Regions from separate parts of the Bactrocera dorsalis genome. Here region 1 is linked to region 2. A link is a contact called in public Hi-C data. All regions are on one chromosome and are shown on one strand. The core of a region is the stretch at or near the end of the contact, and the rest is flanking DNA. Distances in the headings are between cores, read along the strand shown.

Region 1 (3,746 bases), core at 196-2,695, 57 kb after region 2:
GCACTACTATGGCTATACATTGTGCTACAGCATCTAGCAGGGCTAATACCAGCATACAAAGCAGCCAACCTACCAGCCAAGTTGTTGTTTCTTCCTTTCACTTGAATCGCGTTCTGTTGGCCACACCATTGCGCTGCTGCGTCGCACTATAAAACACTTCCAAGCCTGCTGGTTACTTGGGTTCACCTTACCGACTGTCTGCCTGCAGGAATACAGCGCATTCACATCTGTTCTTCTAGCTGTATATACTTCCTTCTTATATCGTACATATGTATGTTTGTATGTTTGTAAGTTCCGCACATGAACTTGCACTAATTTTCACACACTCATGCCTTTGAAGCTCTCTTTCACATCTAATATGATTTTATACACTTTATACTGTTTTCTAATCAAAATTATGCACATTTTTTTCACATGCGGTACACCGCGGCGGATGAATATTACGAGCGCACTGTACACTGGCCGCTTTGGTTACCGCTTTGCTACGTGCGTTATGCGTTTATTTTCGCTTTTCTTTAGCGATTTATTAGCACACAATTACTAGGAACACTAATCCCGCTGCGCTGCGAAAGCTCCAGAATGGCATTGCAAATTGCAGTCCAATTCAAAAAATATCTTGCAGCTGTAGCAGCGGCAGCAGCAGCCGTCACAACTAGTTATCGGCTCGTCGTCCGACGTCGCCGTCCGTCTGAGCTTCGTATACACACAGCTGCAAGCGCACACAGCGCGAATTATGGACATACATATGTACATACGGTATGTCAGCGCTTGGAAGCACAGTATGCGCTAGTGCCTGTGGGAGGGGTACATACATACAGTTGTATGTATATGGGGGAGCTATGACACAATAACAACAATGCACATTATTCGCAACACCAACTACTTGACATGCACATACACACACAAACATATGCAGCGCGCACTTCGCGGTTGCTCCCGAACGCGTACGCGATAATTTCTTACACACTCCGCCGCACTCCGCCACCTAAACACCAAGCATTGCTCAACTTCACTGCTTCAATTTGTGTACTTTTTTTGATATAAGTGGAAGCAACAAAAAAAAGTTCGCTATAATTGTGCAATTCGCACAGTTCACACCAATGAAGTGACGAAGAAAACGATTTCCTACTTTTTTATTGCGTATTTTGTATTGTATGCGCTCATCGAATTGTCGCCTCACATTGCGTAGCACTTGTTTATTAGTTTATTTAAATAGTTCACTTAAATTTCAACGCGATTTTTAGGTATTTAATTGGGTTTGTTTTGGCTGCAGACAGAAAATTAGGTCTGTAGGCCAAATTCGCACTCTCAATCTCGACTGACACGAATGCGAACGGAACGGGAACACAGGCGAACGCAAACGTTGCAGCGAACATACGGGCACGGGCACGAAACGGGCGACAGCGCACAATGTGCGATAGGCGATAGAAGACAGAGTACAGAAGACAAGGCATAAAAACACCAACAACGGCAGCGACACAGAAACACAGTGACAGAACAAGAATATACAGCACACATACTCATGTTATACTAAAAATAAAAATAAAGACAAAAATATTCATACACACATACGGCAAGAACAAGAAGGAAATAATATAAAACGACCACTAAGTCAGTCGCACTGTCAATGAGGATATGGTTGTGGTTGTCTCTGTTGGAGCGCCGTTTAGCTGTTATGCTGGTAAGCTATCGTACTGTGTGGCTGATGGAGTCGCGGAGAGCGCGCAGCGGAAATGTTCTGGATACACGAAAATCAACGCAAAGTGGAAAGTGTAAAAACTAAGTAAAGTTTTGCTCGTTCTTTTGTGCTTATTTTCATATATGACACACAAACACACACGCACAGCTACTAAGGCACAACCACTTTGATTTTTTCGAACAGCTGCCGTTGTGAACGCGCCGCGGACGAGGCGAAGTTTGGTTCGTCACTTGCACTTGGCCTTAAAAAATCATTTGAAGAACAAGGACGGCAGCAGCCGTGTACGCGTTAATCAAGCATCAGCAGCAACATTCAATGCTAAAAGTTTTGGCGGAAGCTTTTGCGAAAGCTTTTTTGCAATAGCTAGTCGCGGCAAAAGCGCGTAAATTCAAGTTTTTGTTATTGACATTCAAATAGAAGCGTATAAGCTTTTCTCTTCAGTGTGCCTTTCGCTTGTATGCATGCATGTCGATGAAAACAAAAGCAAAACAGAAGAATTCGAATGGTTGGAAGTGGTGTGAGCCGTGATGCGAAACATCCGTTTCCGACTTCAAATGACATAATATGGCCGAAAGCGGATATACAGTTAGTTAACCCATAAATTGTCTTTGAACAATATACATATATACAAATAGTAAAGCGGTGGCGACTAAAAGCGAACTTTCACTGGCCGCTTTAGTATTACGTAGACCACGCACCTCGAACCAAAGATCGATTTTTTTAAATAACTTCGGGCGTTGTCGCTTTATAAAGAAATAACTGCCGCTGGATTCCAACACAGAGGAACAAACCACCAGTTTGTCTATATTTAAAAACAAATAGATAAATGGCGTACATGTTTTTTTATGTAAAATAATTTATATACTTGAAATTTCGTATACTTATTTTCATATATTTCGCATACGTATTTTTATATGATTTGTGTTATTGTTATATTTGTTATTGTAAATTTATTAACCTCTCTTTTAATTAAGAATCCGTTTAATTGCTTCTCAAGAGCATTTCTTCTTCTAAATAAAACGGCAACGCAAATATATAGCGGTACGGCAACATTGTTTGTTACAAACAGCAGCGACATCTGACGGTACGTTCTCTGACTACTCCACCTGTTTGCAATCTTCTACGGCGAATTTTGGCCAGACCTAAGCGAATATGTAAAAAATGAAAACATCAAAATAATTCTTGTTGCCTCACATTTGCTGATAAATTAATTGTGTTGTCTGCTTTTTGTCGGAAACTAAATACGTTGTGTTTTAGTAGACGCGCAGTGAAACGAAGCAAAGAATAGTAAAAGTAATAAGTAAACGTGTACAAATTAAAACAACATTGTGTAAAACGTTTTCGCAATTGTTTAGCAATAAATAAAGTGGAAAGTTGTACATTATTTAAGAGAGTGGAAATTTTATGAATGGAGCAAAGTGAAGAACTAAACGGCAGTCTGGAGCACGGCGGCAACGTTATAGCCTCTGTTCCCAGAGTGATGACAATGCGCGACGAAGCAAATGCAGCAGTAATTGTGCCGTTCGAGGTTGAACCGAATTCGCAATTGCCTACTACGTCAGTGGCTGCAACATCAAGTGCTTCAATAACAACTACAACAATGGGAGAAAATGTTACCGCAGCTGATGCCGTAATCGATCTATGCAACAGCAGCCCAACCCCTTCTACGTCTAAGACAGCTGCTGCTGCTGCTGCTGCGTCAATTATAAATGTGGATAGCAGTCCGGAGGAGCAATCACCTAATGATGAAGATGTTGCAGGACCTTCAGCGGCGATCGAGTGTCCAATATGCCTACAAGCATGTATACACCCAGCGCGCCTGCCATGTGGGCATATCTTTTGTTTCCTATGCGTGAAAGTGAGTAAACAAATCGCTATAATTTGCGAAAATATACAAATGTCATTGTCATTGTTGCTAACGTAGTAGTCGCGTACGCCAATAGTTTGGCAAAAGGCGTATAGAGTGTGTGGACTAATGCATAATTAATTTCACGACTATTAGAAAACTTCAAGTGGTACGTGATCGGCTTAAAAGATTTGCTTTGTT
Region 2 (3,802 bases), core at 997-3,496:
TTCAGCAAACGAGTTTTAATGCAAGCGACACAACACAACCTACAACAACACCACTACATTGAAATTGCATCTTCAAGTCGGAGTTGGCAGTGGAGATGACTCTGCAAGTTGTCAATGAGCAAATGAAATGCACAAAAGAAATATTGCGGCCAACTAAAGTGAAGAGAGAGGTAGAGGCAGAGGTGAGAGAAAGAATACAGCAGGGTTGCCGTGATTTTGGTAGTGATTAAAAATATTGCCTGGAGGAGTACATAGAAAATATTATATGAGACCTATTTCGGCCGAATGATCTATTGCGATGGCTAGAATAGCATTAGTTGCAGTGTATGTATATATTGGCTTTGCATTATGTGTTTATCGAAAAATCAGTGGGTAAGGATACCGACTAATCTTTCTACTTTAATCTTCTACTAATAAATGGCACAATATTCATTCATATTTTAGAACGCAAGTCTATCTATCAGCAACCAAATTCGCAAAAACCGACATATTTAATGTGTCTATAGAAGATGTAGAAAATGTTATGTTTCAAAATTAACCCCTTAAATATCTTACACAAATCTAGCAATTTCATATATTCGATTACGGGGCTTACACTTGAGGATAAAAAACATTAAACACTTGGTAGAGAGTAAAAAAAATGTATTCCATGCCCAATCCTCTGCATTATCGCATAGTTCGTCTCGGTTAGCTTCTGTACATATAAACCAAATTGCATTTTTCAAATTCGTCGAATATGGTATTCGGAGATTTCTCGCGTATTACCTCAAATTTCATTATTAAATCGTATGTCAACTCTTTTCTGAGCAGCTGTTTTAAAAGAAAAATAGTTTCAGATCAATATCTCAAAGAACTGAGGGAAAATTAGTAAGCGTATATATAGACAAACGGACATGGCTAAATCGGTATATACAGACAGTCGAACTACTTAAAAATATTATATTAATCAGATTTTATGTATGATAGTATGCAACCGCCGCTTATTTTTCATATTATTATATAAGTTTACTAGACGTTCACTTAGTGGTAGGATTTTCATATAAAAAAAAAATTCAAAAGTTTTCTTCGTCTCTTGCCTTGATTTCACTCGACAGATCTACATAAGTGCTTCGCGTATTTAAGCCGAACAGGAAAGAGTAATGAAATTTATGAGAAGATTTTCATTTCCATAATGAGCTCAATGGTTTTCTTTCTAATAGTGAGAGACATTTAATTTAACGTTTGTTATGTAAATAAGTAGTTCCGAAGCTAACATGATATCCAGATTTGTTCAATAATTTTACATTATTTATTTAAAGCCTTTCAGTTCGTTACAAGAATCTAAATTTGAAGCTAAGGAGGAATAAGGAGGCACTGCACTCGTGACAAGGACTGAAATTGATTATTAGGTCCTTTACAATATTCATTTATTCAATTGATATTATTGAAAGGCTAATGTAATTTTAAAAGTTTACATCACATAAAATGTTAATTATATTAAAATAAAATTTAAAAAATCCTCAACAATTAAACATTTTTAAATCACATAAAAATCACCATGATTCAAATAAGAAATATAAATTGCTTTAAACTTTCGCCCAATATCAAGAATGCTTAGTGCTTCGAAAATCGTGGCAACTCTGTACACAACGGCGATAGAGAGCATATTTTTATTGAAAACGAAAGCTCTTCCATTGCAGCAACACCACATCGTCAGCAAACGTCAAAACAAACACATTCACACACAAAGCGCATGCATCGGCACACACACACTCCAACACACATGCATAGCAAACGAGGCGACCCAAAAACCCAAAGCCAAAGAATTCACTTTTGCTTTCGGTATGAAATAATAGCTGAGCATTGCGCGACTCGGCGTCTCATGCCGCGCGCTCACTGCGCTCGGAATGCAGTTGATGTTTGTAGTTGCTGTTAATTGTGCTCGCTGCTAATAGTTGTCGTCTCTGTTGATGCGCTTGTTGTAGCAGCAAACGCTAACTTCGGCGCCAGCTGTTGGCGCGCTGCACACGAAGTTATTAGCAATTAAGCCAAAACAGCAAGCGTGTTTTCAAACTGACAGCGGCGGCAGAGACTGCGCTTATAACTATAAGCTTTTCATAGTTTGTCTTGAAGATCTTACACCCACCCGAGCGCCAACAGTCTATAGTGAACTCTCTCAGTCATTCTACGGCGCTCTTTATACGAGCGCTCAGTTGCATGCAAATAATTCGCTTCGTAAAGTAAGTAGCGCCTTACAACACACCCGACGCGACCCGCACTAGTCCTACTCCACTTACACTCGCATTGCCCCACATTAATCTGGCCTACCCCACTTACACGCACACAAGCAAACTATTACGGCATCGCATGCTCTCGATTAGCGCTCTCACTTGTTTAACGCTCTCATGCTGAGCGTAAGCTCTGAGTTTGTTGCATAAATTGCCGGTAAGACGGGGGTTTGGTGCGAAGTTAAGTGAATCGCTGGTACTCATATACATTTATATAAGTGTGTGTGTGCTAAGAGCGCAACCACGAAACGACGTACGAATATGGCAACAACAAATACATCATCATTGAATAATGTAATAAGTGAAAGTGTAGTGTTGACCTACTTTTCGCTACAGATTCAGGTCTATGTTAGATAGATTAATTTCGCCGTTCGGCGCTTCGTGAGCGTGTCGCACCTCACGTGGCCTACACCCCCGCTGGCCCAATACACGCGATTCAAATTCGTCAATATAGACAGTTTGTATATATTTATACATATTTACATGTAGCATATATGTATGCGTTTGTATATATATGTATATGTATGTATGAATGCTTTTAAGATGATGGGAAGTTTTCGGAAATGGGGCGTAGGGTATGATTATAATGCAGTTGGCGATTAACAACATAGCGGTGTAGCTGCAACAACACACGACAAAAAAACAACATAAAGCAGGAAAATAAAAGAAAAATGCGCGAAGGAGTGTGTTGAGGTGGTCGTAGGATATACGAAATATGAGTGTCGGGTTTGGTTAGTGTACACGCGTAGAGGGAAATCCAATGGCCGCAAAGGGGGCGGGATAAATACAAGCAGACATACTTATGTACATACTTATATAGGAAGCCTCTGCTAGTACACGTGCTAACGGAAATTTACAGCTGTGTTTCTTGCTTGAAATGTAGGTTAGTGGGTGTTTACAGTTGTAGTCATCACCAGCACCATCAACATCTTCCAGAACCGGAGAGTACGTTTGACAAAAGCGTAAGTGACCCTATGTACATTAAATATTTGGTTGGTGGTTAAGCTTTTAAGTGTGTGTGTATGTGTGGTTTAAGATGCCATCACTAACAGCTGAGCAGTTTGGGGTGGGAAAATACTTCCTGTTTCTATTAATGGAAAGTGTAAGTAAGCAGCGCTATGAGCAAAGATAATGCTAGGAAAATGTAAGCACTTCGAAACATAAATACATATGTACATAAAAGAATATTTACATATTTGTGGTGAGTTTAATTAACTCTTTTTACGAGGACTTGATAACCTACGCTAAGGTGAGGTAAATGTAAAAGGAACTTTTGAATGTTTTGGTTCGACAGCGCAGTGTACCCCCGGCGGCGAGCTTTTTTCAATGTAAGCTTGTTTTTCAAAATTACGGTCATGATTCCAATCTAAAATCAATCAGCAGGTCAACTCGCCGTTAGTTTTGTTTTCTCCAGACTGGATAAGAAAGCAAAGCAAGTCTGGTAGTGAACGAGGGCAAGATGAAATATCTCCTGTCATTAAACAAACACTCGTCAAACTCGCGATTTGGCGCCCACCTCACTGTTGACGGTCATA

What was found. A called contact is a pair of places that touch in the nucleus more often than the background predicts.
Region 1: a Hi-C map of whole body shows a contact between it and region 2, with 5 times the contacts expected there. The contact joins the promoter of LOC125778704 here to the enhancer-like site in region 2. A contact is called at or near these places in 2 of 2 Hi-C or Micro-C datasets (both in whole body).

The regions. Positions count from the first base shown.
Region 1 is chr5:47,518,139-47,521,884 of ASM2337382v1, forward strand. LOC125778704 (putative uncharacterized protein DDB_G0277255) reads right to left here and starts at 1,446. Exons shown (of 2, transcript XM_049457764.1): 1 at 1-1,446. It overlaps LOC105224284 (E3 ubiquitin-protein ligase rnf146), which reads left to right and starts at 2,817. Exons shown (of 4, transcript XR_007422877.1): 1 at 2,817-3,557.
Region 2 is chr5:47,460,390-47,464,191 of ASM2337382v1, forward strand. No RefSeq gene overlaps it. Among protein-coding and RNA genes, the nearest start is that of LOC105224283, 13 kb to the left of the region's middle. Within about 2 kb of position 2,247, the one cell type or tissue checked has open chromatin away from gene starts, as enhancers often do.